5 separate regions of the Mus musculus genome follow, and all the other regions are linked to region 1. The links are chromatin contacts, called in public promoter capture Hi-C maps. All regions are on one chromosome and are shown on one strand. The core of a region is the stretch at or near the end of the contact, and the rest is flanking DNA. Distances in the headings are between cores, read along the strand shown. Region 1 holds the start of Aggf1 (angiogenic factor with G patch and FHA domains 1). Region 2 holds the start of Btf3 (basic transcription factor 3). Region 3 holds the start of Ankra2 (ankyrin repeat, family A (RFXANK-like), 2). Region 4 holds the start of Lncenc1 (long non-coding RNA, embryonic stem cells expressed 1). Region 5 holds the start of Zfyve16 (zinc finger, FYVE domain containing 16).

The links. Promoter capture Hi-C pulls out the DNA fragments that hold promoters and counts their contacts. Capture Hi-C pulls out chosen DNA fragments and counts their contacts.
Region 2: a contact with region 1 is called in a promoter capture Hi-C map of liver, with 2.7 times the contacts expected there. The contact joins the promoter of Btf3 here to the promoter of Aggf1 in region 1. A contact is called at or near these places in 4 of 39 promoter capture datasets (the C10 cell line, hippocampal neurons, liver and 1 more) and 1 of 9 other capture datasets (liver).
Region 3: a contact with region 1 is called in a promoter capture Hi-C map of liver, with 4 times the contacts expected there. The contact joins the promoter of Ankra2 here to the promoter of Aggf1 in region 1. A contact is called at or near these places in 6 of 39 promoter capture datasets (the C10 cell line, hippocampal neurons, liver and 2 more), 1 of 115 datasets of contacts at active chromatin or transcription factors (astrocytes) and 1 of 9 other capture datasets (liver).
Region 4: a promoter capture Hi-C map of liver shows a contact between it and region 1, with 2.6 times the contacts expected there. The contact joins the promoter of Lncenc1 here to the promoter of Aggf1 in region 1. A contact is called at or near these places in 2 of 39 promoter capture datasets (both in liver).
Region 5: a contact with region 1 is called in a promoter capture Hi-C map of liver, with 4 times the contacts expected there. The contact joins the promoter of Zfyve16 here to the promoter of Aggf1 in region 1. A contact is called at or near these places in 2 of 39 promoter capture datasets (hippocampal neurons and liver) and 1 of 9 other capture datasets (liver).

Annotation. Positions count from the first base shown.
Region 1 is chr13:95,373,935-95,376,634 of GRCm38.p6, reverse strand. It overlaps Aggf1 (angiogenic factor with G patch and FHA domains 1), which reads left to right and starts at 1,278. Exons shown (of 14, transcript NM_025630.3): 1 at 1,278-1,789. The coding sequence starts at 1,577.
Region 2 is chr13:98,315,568-98,318,267 of GRCm38.p6, reverse strand. It overlaps Btf3 (basic transcription factor 3), which reads left to right and starts at 1,301. Exons shown (of 6, transcript NM_145455.3): 1 at 1,301-1,643; 2 at 1,970-2,038. The coding sequence starts at 1,518. Gm9828 (predicted gene 9828) reads right to left here and starts at 1,152. Exons shown (of 4, transcript NR_137279.1): 1 at 659-1,152.
Region 3 is chr13:98,261,758-98,264,457 of GRCm38.p6, reverse strand. Ankra2 (ankyrin repeat, family A (RFXANK-like), 2) reads right to left here and starts at 1,382. Exons shown (of 8, transcript NM_001271388.1): 1 at 982-1,382. Utp15 (UTP15 small subunit processome component) reads left to right here and starts at 1,466. Exons shown (of 13, transcript NM_178918.3): 1 at 1,466-1,583.
Region 4 is chr13:97,433,532-97,436,262 of GRCm38.p6, reverse strand. It overlaps Lncenc1 (long non-coding RNA, embryonic stem cells expressed 1), which reads right to left and starts at 1,293. Exons shown (of 2, transcript NR_110432.1): 1 at 1,171-1,293.
Region 5 is chr13:92,529,463-92,532,162 of GRCm38.p6, reverse strand. It overlaps Zfyve16 (zinc finger, FYVE domain containing 16), which reads left to right and starts at 1,353. Exons shown (of 18, transcript NM_173392.4): 1 at 1,353-1,464.

The sequences.
Region 1 (2,700 bases), core at 29-2,528:
GCAGCTCTGGCAGGCCAGGGACTTGCTCTGCCACAGGCTGTCAGTTCACCTGCCTCTGTCTTCTGAGTACTTGAATCACAGGCTTGTATCACCACATGTGACTCTGTACTTTTGAGTAAAGATTTTATTTAACCTTTGTAGCCGAACACTGGAAAAATTCACAAAATGAAAATAAATACTTCTCTTCAGTCTTTTAAAAAGCCCCATCGTATATATTCACTGTACACAGTACTGTGTCGCATAAGGGCATTTTCATACTTTTTTTACATTAAGTATATTCTTTCCTTTACCTTGGCCTCATTTCTCCCCCTTACTAATCTCTTCTCTTCCCCTACACAGTTGCTGTTACTCTCATGTCATAAAAATAATTATCTTTATCCTTATCTATTTATGCTATTAGCAGATCAGATAATATAGATAAATGATTTTATAAATCTATACAAAACCTAGGAACCATGTGTAAGAGAAAACACATGGTATTTGCTTTTCTGGAACTGGCTTAATTCCGTATCTCCAGATATATCTATTTGTAAATATAAACCATTTTGCTACAAATAACTTAATTTTATTTTAATTTATCGTTTAAAAATACATTGCGTATATATGCCATATCTTCCTTAATTCACAACACTGTTGTTAGTCACCTTGTCGGGTTTTGTAACTTAGCTATTATAATTAATATGCCAAGTCTCTCTGTGATATGTTGACTGGGAGTCAGGAGTGGCTTTGCTGGGTCACATACTGACTATGTATAAAAGTAAGGTTTTTTTATTCATATTTTTTTTTTTTTTAAAAAAAAGGCATCCTACAGAACCATCGCGATTATATGGTTGTTTTATGGTAACAGACTAAAGGAGAGCTCATAAGTAGTCCTCCAGTAACAGGAACGGGACAGATGATAGTGATGGTCTTGCAAAGCTATGTAAAGGACATGCTCTTAACAAAGCTATGTCGTGTGAATCCCTTTAGTCTGGGAAGAGAATTCAATGTTAAAGTTCCCATTATAAGGCGAACTTACAAAGTGCACTTCTAAGAATACTTGTACATTGGAAGAACCCTCGATTTTGAATGGGGAAACATTTCACCAATCGGACTCAAACTCCTACACTACAATACAAGGGAAACAATCGGAAGTAAAAACACAGGCCGTTGTTTGGGCACATAAACACCAATTTGTACCCAGCTCCTAGCCCCGTGTACCAGCGCGATCAGACCCTTCTAGCTTTCCGTCGCTTCCTTTTTCCGTCTTGGCTCCGCCCTCCTCCGGCTTAGCGTTTCCGGCTCAGCCCGGAACTAGAGGCTTCCGCTGGGTTCGCTTTAGTTCTCCCGTCCGCTGGCTTCCCGGAGACTGTCACCGGGCGGGTGTCCGCGCGGCCCGGGTAGAGTCGGCTTCGTCCCCAAGCTCGCAGTCCCGGCCGCCGTCTTCGGGGGCGACATGGCCGGGGCCCGCTGCGGTCGTCCGAGCGTGAGGCCGCCCCTCGCAGCCCGCGCGCTCCAGTGGCCCCTGGGCCAGTGGGCCCCGGTGTCGTCCTAAGCAGCCCGGTCCGCGCCCCGCGGGCTCGGCGCTCACGGCCGCATGGCCTCCGAGGCGCCCTCGCCGCCTTCGCCTTCTCCGCCGCCGCCCGCCTCTCCGGAGCCGGAGCTGGCGCAGCTCAGGCGGAAGGTGGAGAAGTTGGAGCGCGAGCTGCGGAGCTGCCGGAGGCAGGTGCGGGAGGTGGAGAAGCTGCTGCAGCACACGGAGCGACTCTACCGCAACGCCGAGAGCGACAACCAGGAGCTCCGCACGCAGGTACGCGGCTGCCGGGGCCAGACCTGCTCCACGGACCCTGGGAAGTCATGACAGCCCAGAGCTGGTCAAAATCCCAAAGACCTGTGGAGCCAGTTGGCCAGTGCCAGCCAATTGGTTTGGGCAGTTGTCTCAGGGCAGGCGAGAATGAACTTCAGCATGGGCTACATGGTCTTGATCGTCTGTCCTACTGGCAATGGGCGCATTTATTTGGGGGGGGGGGTCACGTTTAAGAGTTTTTTGTTATTTGTTTTGTTTGGTTGAGTTTTTAATTCTTATTTTGGTTGATACGAAATCTCCATTTGGGGCCTTGAACTTGCTGTGTAACAGAGGATGACCTTGAAGTTCAACTTTTGATCCATGTCAACACTTCCCAAGTGCTGAGGTTGTGGGCTTGCATTTTTCTCCACCGCCCCCCCCCTTCGCCCCCCAAACACACACATTTGGGATTCAATTGAGAATCTACGCAGGTCAGCCTGGCTTAGGTCTTAAAATGCAGCCCAAGTTTGACTCAAACTCAGACTCCCTCCTAGGCTGGGATTTCAGGCATGAGCCAACACCCACCCATCCCCTTTTGAGAACTTAGAATGCCATTTCCTACCTCGTGTTTCCCTGCTGTTTATAAAGTCAGGGTGATAATAGTGTACAGCAGTGACGTTTAAAAGCAGGAACATAGTTTAGTTTTACACTCTTGAACATACTCCATGTGTAAGGTGACCTCAGTTATCCTCTTGGGTTCACTTGTAGGAAGGTACATCCGCCTTTCTTACAGATACTAGAAATGTGTTTCATTTTCATAATCTGTAGTGAGGCAGATGCTTGACAGTGATGCTTAAAAAACAATACAGTTTTACCTTGTTCATTGAACAGTTGCATATTATCCTAACAAGTTATTTCCAGATACTTAATTTTAA
Region 2 (2,700 bases), core at 52-2,551, 2.9 Mb before region 1:
CTCATCTCAGTTATTTGGAGAATGGTTAGGTACTTCATAGGGTAGACAACAAGCATGGTTTTCTGAGACAAACTTACTTGTTCGGATAAAAGAAACATTGTTGTTGTTTCAAGAAAAAGAACTTGTTACAATTTTCTACATAGCAACGTAGTTGTCTCTCCCGATTTTTTAAATGACTCATCGCTGTTGCAAGAAACTCTTGTGTAAAAAGGTTTCCAAGGGGAAAAAAAATTGATTTTAGCTAGAGTATTCATTTCGGCAACTTTTCTGGATAAATTGTATTCTCTAAAAATTCTAACACAACTTTCTCTTTGGAATATTCAAAAACATTTCGTAGCTAAGATTGGAAAAAGGCTTAAGCACACAGAATTTTCACTTAACCTCTTTTTCTTTTTCGTTTTTTAATCTTCATATAGGGATTTTCTAAGGTTATCTTAAAATTTGTCTGGGAATGGTGCTAGACGACTATAATCCCAGCATTGGACAGAGGGGCTCTGAGGCCGGAGAATAGCTGTGTGCTTCAGACTAGCCAGGATTACTTATCGAGACACTTTTTAAAACAACCATCAAATTATGCAACAACAACAAAAAACAAAAACAAAAAAACAAAAAAACGACAACCACAATTCGTGCTGGAGTTCGGCAAACTTTAACTCACAGCCACGTTTTTACCCCCAAGCACGCAGGCTCAAATTCATCTTGGAAGAATTCAAGGTAAAGTTTGCTCCATCGTGAATGCTTCATGGTCGAATCCATGACGATTCGAGATCAGGGAGTCGATGGTAGAGGTGTAGAAGGGTTAAGAGGTTACAAATCTTGTTACCCTGTTTCAACCTTGAATAAACCGAATTGCTGAAGGGTGGAGATCTGGAAAGCATTCCGAACATGCTTTCTAGACATTCTGAGTCGCGATTTCTACATCACCCAAGTCACTTAATTTTGGAAAGCAACATTAGCCTGGCTGATTTCGATAGTTTTTTATTTACACCCGGCATTGAGCAGACACTGCAGCCTACTGGACAAAGCTGGACGCCCTACGGGGTGGCCACAGGGCAGACTGATTTAACCACAGCTCTACAGGGAGCCTCACTGTCCGATCTATCCGCGGCCTTTCCCAGGACCGCGGACGGCGACCGCGGGTCCCAGCTCTCCGGTGCTGCTCCCGGCCCGCCGCTGGACGAAAGGAAAGAAACAGCCGCGGACCGGCCCCCGGCTGCGCATGCGCGGCGACGCCAACTCCGCTTCCTGAATTCTGGAGGAAGTGGCGTCGCGTTACTTCCGGCCTCCCTCTAGCTGCCATCTTGCGTCCCCGCGTGTGTGCGCCTTCTCTCAGCTGGTCTGCCCGAGACCCCCTGAGCGTGAACCTTAGTTCCCCGCGCGGCGCCATTTCCACTCCGACAAGGTACAGAAAAAAGGCCGTGGACGCCGGCGTGGGAGGAGACCGGGAGTTGGGGGTGGGGCGGGCGTTTCCCGGCAGGAGCGAGGCAGGGAGGGGACGGACGGAGCTGAGGAAAGCGATGCGACGGACGGGCGCTCCCACCCAGGCGGACTCTCGGGGGCGAGGGCGAGCCAGGGGCGGCTGGCCCGGGGCCGAAGCGACGCCCTCTCTCCCTCTCGGCGGAAGCCGAGGACGGGAGTCTCAGGTACCGCGAGGCCTGCGGAGAGTGGCCGGGCCGGGCAGGCCGTGGCGAGGCCTCGGCCCAGGCCGGGCAGGGCGGCGGGGAGCGGGGGATGCTCGGTCGCCGTGGGGCTGAGCCCGAGGCCGGGCCGGGCCGGGCGGGGGAGGGGCGAGGGGCCCTGTGCGCCCCGGCGAGCCTGGAGGGGTGAATTGGGGATCCAGGCCTCAGCCCGAGGGGGACGACGTTCTCCTGCGAGTGTAGCGGGAAATAACGAGCGTGGAATGCTGGAGGGGGGGCCCGGCCGTTCTTGTTCTTGGCTGAGGATTTTTTTTTTTCCTCTCTCTTTGTAGATGAAAGAAACAATCATGAACCAGGAGAAACTCGCCAAACTGCAGGCACAAGTGCGCATTGGTGGGAAAGTAAGTTTCTTTTTTTTTTTTCCTCCTTTCTTTTTCTCTCCTCTCTCTCTTCCAAAGTTCCGTTTGCATTTCTCACGTTGTTGGGTTTTTTGTTTTTTGTTTTTTTTGTTGTTGTTGTTGTTGTTTTTGGTTTGGTTGGTTGGTTTTTTGGGTTTTTTTTGTCACTTTGCTTGGCAGGGGACATTTCGCAAAGCTAGCAAATCCAAGGGAAATGAGACCAATACTAAGAGACAAGGAGGAGATAGATAGATAGATAGATAGTAGGGGTGAGGTCGGTCATCGAGTAGAGAAGAAAATAGCACTTAAAAACGGTGCCTTGCTTGCAAGAGGTTCAGGATTATGGCGCATATAAACAAATGTTACTGGATTTTATGAATGGGGGGGAAAGTATGTTCTCTGCCAAATCTTTGTGTACCGTGTACCCTTGACTTGTACAATGTTGGGGGTGGTTATTTTGTTACCTTTGAGTTGTCCTGAGATCCAACACATGTTTTGGTACATGCTAGAGGACCTCTCAACTCCCAAACTGCATTCCCACCCCATTTTTTTTAAAAGTAAGTTAACTGAAAGTATTGGCTTTTCCTGTTCTACTTAATGATTAGGTAATTTTATTATTATTATTATTATTATGAAGATCTTCTGCTCTTCTGCATTGCTTTCTG
Region 3 (2,700 bases), core at 133-2,632, 2.9 Mb before region 1:
GCAGCAATACAAGAATACAAAACTTCCAGGAGAGACATGAAGACACTACAGTCACACAAAGTATCACATAACAAAGTTGCTACATTTTGTCAGAAGGCCACAGGAACAGAAAGTTAGTTTATAGCACTCAATGGGAACTGTTTCTAAGGAAAGAACAATTTCTTCTAGGCACGTGTGGGTTGAGCCGCAACTCCACCCCCTCTCCTCCCCAGTTCTCCCAGGGGATGTCCAGTGCTATTCTCTTGAAAACTTCCTTTCAAGCTCCCATTAAAGGGGGAAAAAACTGCCAGATGGAGATCTTTTTTCTTTTGACACGAGGTCTTACTTATTTTGTAGCCTCGACTCTGACTCCGGAGTGCTGGGATTAAAGGTGTGTACCACCTCCCTCACCTGGTTTAAGATCACTCTTAGGAGCCACCGCACACAAAACCTACCTAGTGCCTCATATTTTCTGATCTTAATTTGGACAATTTTTTTTTTTACAGTTTCTTTCCCATATTTTCTAATTGGGTCTGATAATTTATTTTCAACACCAACTAATTCGATGTGCTAGACATGCAAATCACGAGTTTCCCGAGACTCAATCCTTCCTAAAATGGGGTTAAAATAGTCACCTCTTTGCGGACCCCTATAGAACAATAGGTTTCAATAGACGGAATTACCAGTCTTTGACCAGAGAACAGGAAAGGAAAAGGGAACGGTTATCTAGACTGGATTACAGAGATAAGCAAAGACTGTTGATTCGCCAAGACTTGAAGCACAAGGGAGGGAAAAAACGAAATGACAGAGATGGTGAGAAAGAGTTAAGAAAGAAAGGGTGGGTAGGCTCGCCAGCCAGACGCCTGGGAAGGGAGAGTATAATGCAAGCAGGGGGCACAGTCCCCAATGGAAGCTAATCACAGAGGCTTCGGGTTCTTCCTAATTCTTGAAATTGTCCTACAGTGGGGGCAAAGGTGCTATAAAAAACGAAAGGCGTCTCACGGGCGACAGGTGTCCGGGCGGGCGTTCCCGCTCTACGGCCGCGGGGTGACACCCGCTCCCGCTCCGACGCGGCGAGCGGATCCGGGGACAGGGGCCGGTCAGGCGGGTGGTACACGCGCCCTGAGCTCAGCGGGAGAGCGGCTCTGGCCTGGCCTAGCCAGATCGGTCCCGAGCCCCGGGCCTGCTTCGGGCCCAGACGTCACTTCCTATCTTTTATCTCCTCTGGAAAAAGCCCAGAGCGTTCGGTGAAGGCGAGACGACTCCCAGGGATCGCTTCTTGTTTCCCTAGCGCCCCGTAGCCCATCCTCTCGGAGAACCATGGATCGCCTCAGTTCCGGGTCATTGGAGAGCGGCCCGGGGCCCCGCCCAGGGCCCCGCCCACCAGGGCGCTTTCTTGTAGTTCTTTGGGTCGTAAACCTTCTGCGCCTGCGCTGCACGTCATCTTCCCGCGACGCGCCTCTGCGCCTCCGCGTTTCCGGCTCCTGGACTGTCCGCGTGATTTTGAGCGAGTGCTGCAGAGCGGTATGCTGTAGGGAGCTGGCGAAGTCTGGGGAGTCGTCCTGGGGATCGGTGCCTCGGTGGACCCTCGGGGCCCCGCGGAGGTAGGCGATGGCGGCTCCCGGTGGCGGCCCAGGCTCTGCTCAGTCCTCACTGTGATCTCTGACATCCTGGACGTCTGTTCTGGGGCTTCCCCCGGAGATCACTGAACTTATCTGCCTCCGCGATTTAATTTTGACCCAGGCTTTGCTCCTCTGTAGTCGCTCTCCTAGCCACCTCTGTCAGTCCCTGGAGCAATCTCTTCTCCAAGGCCAAGGACAGAATTCTGTTTTAGTGATTTGAGGATGGCTGGGTATTCGTCCCTCTCTGCACCTCCGCTCTGCTTCTTTTGTGCCCATCGTGCCACATTATGCTTAGAGACCCCGCTGAAATGACATTATGTCCAGGTAGAATTAAACATCTCCCTCTTACATGTTCTCAGTACCCTTCAGGGTTTATTTGATCACACCTTGTGTCGTAATGCCTGTTATTCCGTGAATCCCAGTTTCTTAGGTCCTGACTTGGTCCAGTGATTTTCCTAACATTCGTTTTCATAGCATCTCATTGCTTGTTCTGTCTTCCCTTGCACGTCCCCGCCAATGCTGTTCTTCATTTGTGTAACTTAGCAAGCCAGCGCTACTTCTCACTTCTTTCCTCGAAAACCTTTCATTTCTTGAAAAATAGACTTAGGAGGTACTATTCCTGGGACAGATCTATTCCGGTGCCTGTTTTTATCTAGTGAGCCAATAATGGTTTTTGCAGATAAACATACTGTCTTATGTACAGTGATTTGGCTTGAAACTAAATGAAATAGGCCTTGACCTCAAAGAATTGTATTTCCTTTCAACAACAACAAATGCGTTTGTGAGTACTAGTGAAAAAATTTCTTGCCATGTCATTAACTATAGAATATCTTCTGCTTTGTCGGTTGGTTGGCCAGACCTAAAATATTTACCATCTGGCCCTTGATAGTGTTTGAGAACACCTGTTGGAAGGCAGAGAGGGATTTCTGAGGGACAGAATGACTTCCTGTGCTGACCTTAAATAGGAAGTACGTAGTGAAAGGGCATTCCTGGTATGTTAAAGCAAAAGTGAGTGTGAAGTGAATGAACCTTGGTTTGCTCTGCTTCATCAAAATAGCAATTAGAATAAGTTAAACTGATTGCTTTGGTGCTGCTGATG
Region 4 (2,731 bases), core at 44-2,543, 2.1 Mb before region 1:
TATCTCCTAGGCCGGCAGAGATGGGAGGGCGGGACTCGGCTAGAGCTAGAATCCTTGCGGTCTCCGGGCTACGACCAGGCAACAGCTTTCCCAGGACGATCCTAGGAAGAAGGCAGGATGCTCCCCTGGGGAGTTCCGGGGGGCAGGGGAGCTCTGCCTGGACCTAGAGATGGCTGCATCCCAGCAGGGTGGTGACCTTTTGTTTCTACTGGTTTTCAAAGACACCAAGGTTTTGTTCTTAATTCACACGCGCGTGCGCGCGCACACGGGAGAGAGGGAAGGGGGCGGGGAAGAAGGAGTGAGAGAGAAGAGAGAATTAGGACCCAACTAATCCAGCAACAAGCTTGTCCTGGCACCTTGAGAGGTTAACCAATTTCACTCTCCTGTAACTGGAGCGAAGCCTTTCTTTTCTCCCTGAGGGGGACAGAACAGGGTCCCCTCTCTGCAGCCCCCACCCCACCCCCCAGAGACTCAGCTTTCCTGAACAATAACCCAACTGTCTGGACAGGATGGGAAACTGTCTCAGTGAGTTGGGAGCCCACCCTTGTACAAACCCAGACATGCACAAAAAGTTCCGCGTTTCACCGCAGGAAGTGAGGACGGTGGCTTCAGGCATCATTAATCATTTTGAAGCGATTATTCTTAAAAGGGAGTGAAAAAAAAATACAAAGATGCAGCTTGAGTTAGTCATGCCCAATAAAAATCAGCACTTCTCCAAATCGTATTTCCCTGAATCCATGTGGAACGTTTAAGAGCACTCTCCACTGACAAGAGTCCAGACCAGATAGGGAGTCTGTTTCCTCTGTAATTAGAACTCCCTCAAATACTTGGGACCTGACAGGGCTAGATAGGGAAGGGCGCGTGGGGTAGCGGCGAAGCTTTATTTCCTCTGCCTTCCAGCCCAGGAATGCACAACACATTTTAACAAGAAGATAAAGCAAGAACAATTTAGGGTTTTGCGTCCTCGGGGAATCTTTTTTACACCCCCCCCCCAATTGAAATTCCGTAAAACAAAGCTAAGAACAATCCTGCTTTGTCTCCTAATTGAGCTAGGGAACTGTGAAATCCCCTACCCCACCCCCATCACCTCACCAGGCCCCGAGCCCAGCAGGCAGGGGCCGGGAAAGCAGTAATTCCCAAGATTGCCTGCCCCATGGGGTGGGTGCTTACAGAGCAGGTCCATCCTGAGCGGTCATTCAAATCTGCTCACCCTTACAGGAAACACGCCCCGGTCCAGGCCTTTGAAGTAACAGTGTGTCACCAGCAGAAGGAAAGTGATCGCTAGAAAATGAAATCTACTCCATCCTTTCAAAGACATTGCATTTCCTGTGATTCCTGGGTCCAGAGGAAATGCACTCGATGAAATTGAATTAATTTTTTTTTTCCTCCTGAAGTCACCTGGTCTGCCAGAAGCCTCTCTCATCAGTTCCCTCTCACTGAGCCATTGGCCGAGTCCCCAATTTATTCATTTATTTCTTAATCGAGATATCTAGAGCAGAAATCACAGGATATATGTAGAAAACTGCCCCCCTCTTACCATGGCTCCCTCCTCACTCCTGCAGACACTTCACAGGTAAGTGAGCCTAGGGGCTGATGCCACAACCTTCCTCTCCATCCCCCGGGACCATGTTTGTCTATTTTGTTGGTCAGATTTGATTATTATTTGTCATTTTTCTCCTAGCTTAGCCCCCCCCCCCACACACAGAGTTTTTGTACAGTCCCAGGAAGACCCTTAAAAATGTGCTGAGTCACACTGACTTCTAGGAGTTTCAGGGAGGAGCAGGTATCTATCTGTAACCCTGTAGACTGATATTAAAGAGCCTAAGCCGGGTAACCCGAGTGTCCACAGGGGCATGCGGGGCAGCCTGGGGTATTCAGTCAGAGCCAAAACAGGGCAAAGACGTTTGGAAGATGGGATGTAAATGTTCATTTAGGCCGAAAGATGGTGTCCTGCAGTGCAATTAGGACCCAGCCTGGGAAGTCAATGCCCCAGCGGCTAGAGGAGAGAGCTGAAAAAGGAAACCCGCAGCAGAGATGGCAGATGGGTAAAGAGTTACATCATCCAGAGAGGGCAGTCAGGTAAGGAAGAATTTTAAGGATATCAGAAAGACTAGATTGGAAATGGATGTTAATATGAATAGTGTTCAATGGATAAAGATAAATACAAAACTAAGCATTACTCTGTGTTGGTTTTCAGACCGTGGACAAAGCGTTGAGGTGCATATTTAACATACCAAAGTGGATCTGGCCTTCAGGTTCTCCCAGCATCCTTCAGTCTCAACCTGGGTCTCTACCTACCCTCTACATATCCTCTACACATTCCGCTGGCATATCTCCCTCCCTTCTGTCTCCCTCCCCACGGTGACTTTCCTGGCCTCTATCCTTGGGATCGGTGAACTCACTAACCCAGGAAAGGTTTTCCAATAACCTGCCTTTAGATATACTCTAATCTGGCTTAATTTGGCTCGTTTCATGAAATAACTTTTGCTTGTTTGTTTGTTTGTTTGTTTGTTTGTTTTTCGAGACAGGGTTTCTCTGTGTAGCCCTGGTTGTCCTGGAACTCACTCTGTAGAGCAGGCTGGCCTCAAACTCAGAAATCCACCTGCCTATGCCTCCTAAGTGCTGGGGAAATAACTTATTGCTCTGTAATGAAGTATTTAGGAAAAAGGGATGCTAAAGGGTGATATTTTCAAAGTTTCATGTATCCCAGGCTGGCCTCATACCCACTGTG
Region 5 (2,700 bases), core at 104-2,603, 2.8 Mb after region 1:
CTCCTTACAGGTGTTCCTGGGGAGGGAATTTGGGCTACTGTACCTGGCTACTAAGCAGGTTCTTTCAAAAGTCCTACTTTATATGTGAATTTGTGTTAACTTATATCCACACCAGGATATGAGAGTATCCACACTATTCTCACCAATGAATTCATCTATAAATTAAGCAAATTGGTAAAACAGATTTATGGAGAATACACTGTTTCTGCTATATTAAGTTTGAACATCAATAAAATGTGGTAGACATGCTATTTTGTGAACTGATTTGCATATACTTTAAAATGTTGTTTTGTTCATTTAAAATAACTCTTATTTGTCCTTACATTGTACTATATACTTTTGCCCCTAATTTGTATGCACAAGCCACTGCTTCTGAATTGAGGTTCCAAAAAGACGACGGCCCCATTTTATCTGTGACAGTGTCCAACGTATAAAAGTGAAAATACACACTGTACTTTGTAGAATTATTCTTATATTTTTGGTTGTGAGACTAGCCTTTAACGGCTGAGCCATCTCTCCAGCCCTTGTGGAATTATTCTTAAGATTAATTAGCTAATGTAAGCGAAGCATCTCTTTTGCATTGTCTGTCAAAGAACAGGCCAGTCACCTTACACAACCAAAAGTTTTGCTCTTGGCAAAAATCAGAGTTTAGAAGGGGAACCAGAAGTAGAGATGCAGAATCTCTGAAAGATAAACTACAGTTGCCAATTACTGAATTGAGGACCTGAGCTCTGACTGTGAAGTCTCTTGAGTACAAATCACAGCAGCGATAACGCTTGTAATCTCTCGAAAGCCTAGGCGAGCCAGCAGTCCCCAAGCTGGTCCGGATACTAATTTTCTCTTCGCTCTCTTTGAATTTTAGAAAACTCGTGGTGAAAATGCGAAGGCCGAAGCAGAGAGCGCGCGCGAGGCATCGGGCATCTCCTTCCGAGAGGGTAGCTGGCTTCTGGTTTTAGACAGCAGCCGCTCTGGAGGCTACAGAGGGTTGGAAATGCAGAAGTACAGCCAGAAGTGCAGGGCGGCGTCGGCCAATCCGCTCACCCAAGGACCGGCATTTAGGAGCTGCCCGGAGGTGAGATACAGTGTCGGCCGCTGGATTTGGCTGGTGCAAACCGGAGTGCCGGGTCAGCTGAGCTGTGGCACTAGTCACCTCCTGAGGCCAGCAGAAGAGCGTCCTTGGAACAGCGTCCGAGCGCAGGATCCCAACGGAGTCGCCTGGCCACTTCCGGCGCGCCCGCGTGGACTGGCTCGGACCCGAGCAGCGCGCATGCGCATAGATCAAGCCTCCCGGAGGGGGCGTGGCAGCGGGAAGCATTCTCTGCGCCTGCGCCCTTCTCTGCTAGGTCGGCTGGGGACGAGCTCTAGGCTGGCGTCGCGCTGTCCTGGGTGTCGTGGCCGGGTTACTCTTCACGCCTCACTGCGGCGTCGCGTCGAGTCCCCGAGAGCTCGGCGGGGTGTGGGGAGGTAAGAGCCTCGGAGCCGCCACCGGCCTCTCCTCAGCGTACTGCGGGCGGAGGGGCGGGGCGGCCTCGGACTCGCTAGGCTGCGACGGCCCGGCCTCGCCTTCCTCCGGGACCCGCCTGCCACCCTGGGCTCTGTGCGGCCGAGATACCCGACCCCATCGCGGGCTGGGCTGGGCCGGGTCGGGCCGCACTGGATCCCGCGAGTCCCCGCGGCGCCTGTTGTCGCCGCCTCCTCCGTTTCACTGATGCCTCAGTGTTCGCTCGCTGTCTTTGGTGCCTCTGAAGAGATGACCTTAACTTTTAACAGTTAACCTGTTTGTGCGACCGTGATTGCAATTTGTTACATTCCAGACTCATGTTCTTGGTTAGCCATGTCAGAAAACCAGCCCGTAAATTTAAATATTAACTTCATCTTTTAATTCAAAGAATAAGTTGGTGATGTCATCCGGTTCCGTCACTTACTCGGCTGAGTTTGGCATTTCTCGAGTTGGCAAAAGTTTAGTGGTTTGATCGTGTCTGTCCGATTTTTCACATAACTTCTTTTTTCCCCCTTCTCTTTGATATTAAACTACACATTTAGTGGCAAGCTATTTAAAAATTAGAGGAGGGAATTAGGAATGAGCTAGTCACCATTCCACCGTGCAAAAGTAACCAGCCGCTTACCATTTTGACATTTTTCTTTGTCCTTTTTTTTTTTTTTTTTTTTTTTTTTTGGCCCCTGTTGCATTTTAAACTTAAAATGATAAGAGTGTTGCTCACCTTTCCCATGTTTTTAAAAGCTGTACACATATACCCATTACATTTTTTTACTATACACATAATAATATGAGCAAAAACAATCTTTTGAAGTAGCTACCTTACAAATAAAACTAATTTTTTTGTCCCCAGTCATAATGCCAATTACACATAGTATCCTATATGGTTGAAGATAATGACAATTGAAAAATATTCAAGAAAATGTAATTGTTAATGCAGAATATTTACCATTTTGAAAATTAAAACTCTGGAAATTCTTTTTTTTCTTCACATATTCACTTAAAAATAGTCATACAATGAAGCAAATACTTTATTATATTAAAAAATCTTGGTTGTTTTTAAATTCTAATTCTAATGTACATTGAACATTTTCTTCATGATCATATTACTGTCTTTCACAATTTTATACCCCTTACAGTCTAGTGTCCAACTGCCTTCTAATATATTTTTATTATTTTTATATTGTTAGAATATTTTATAT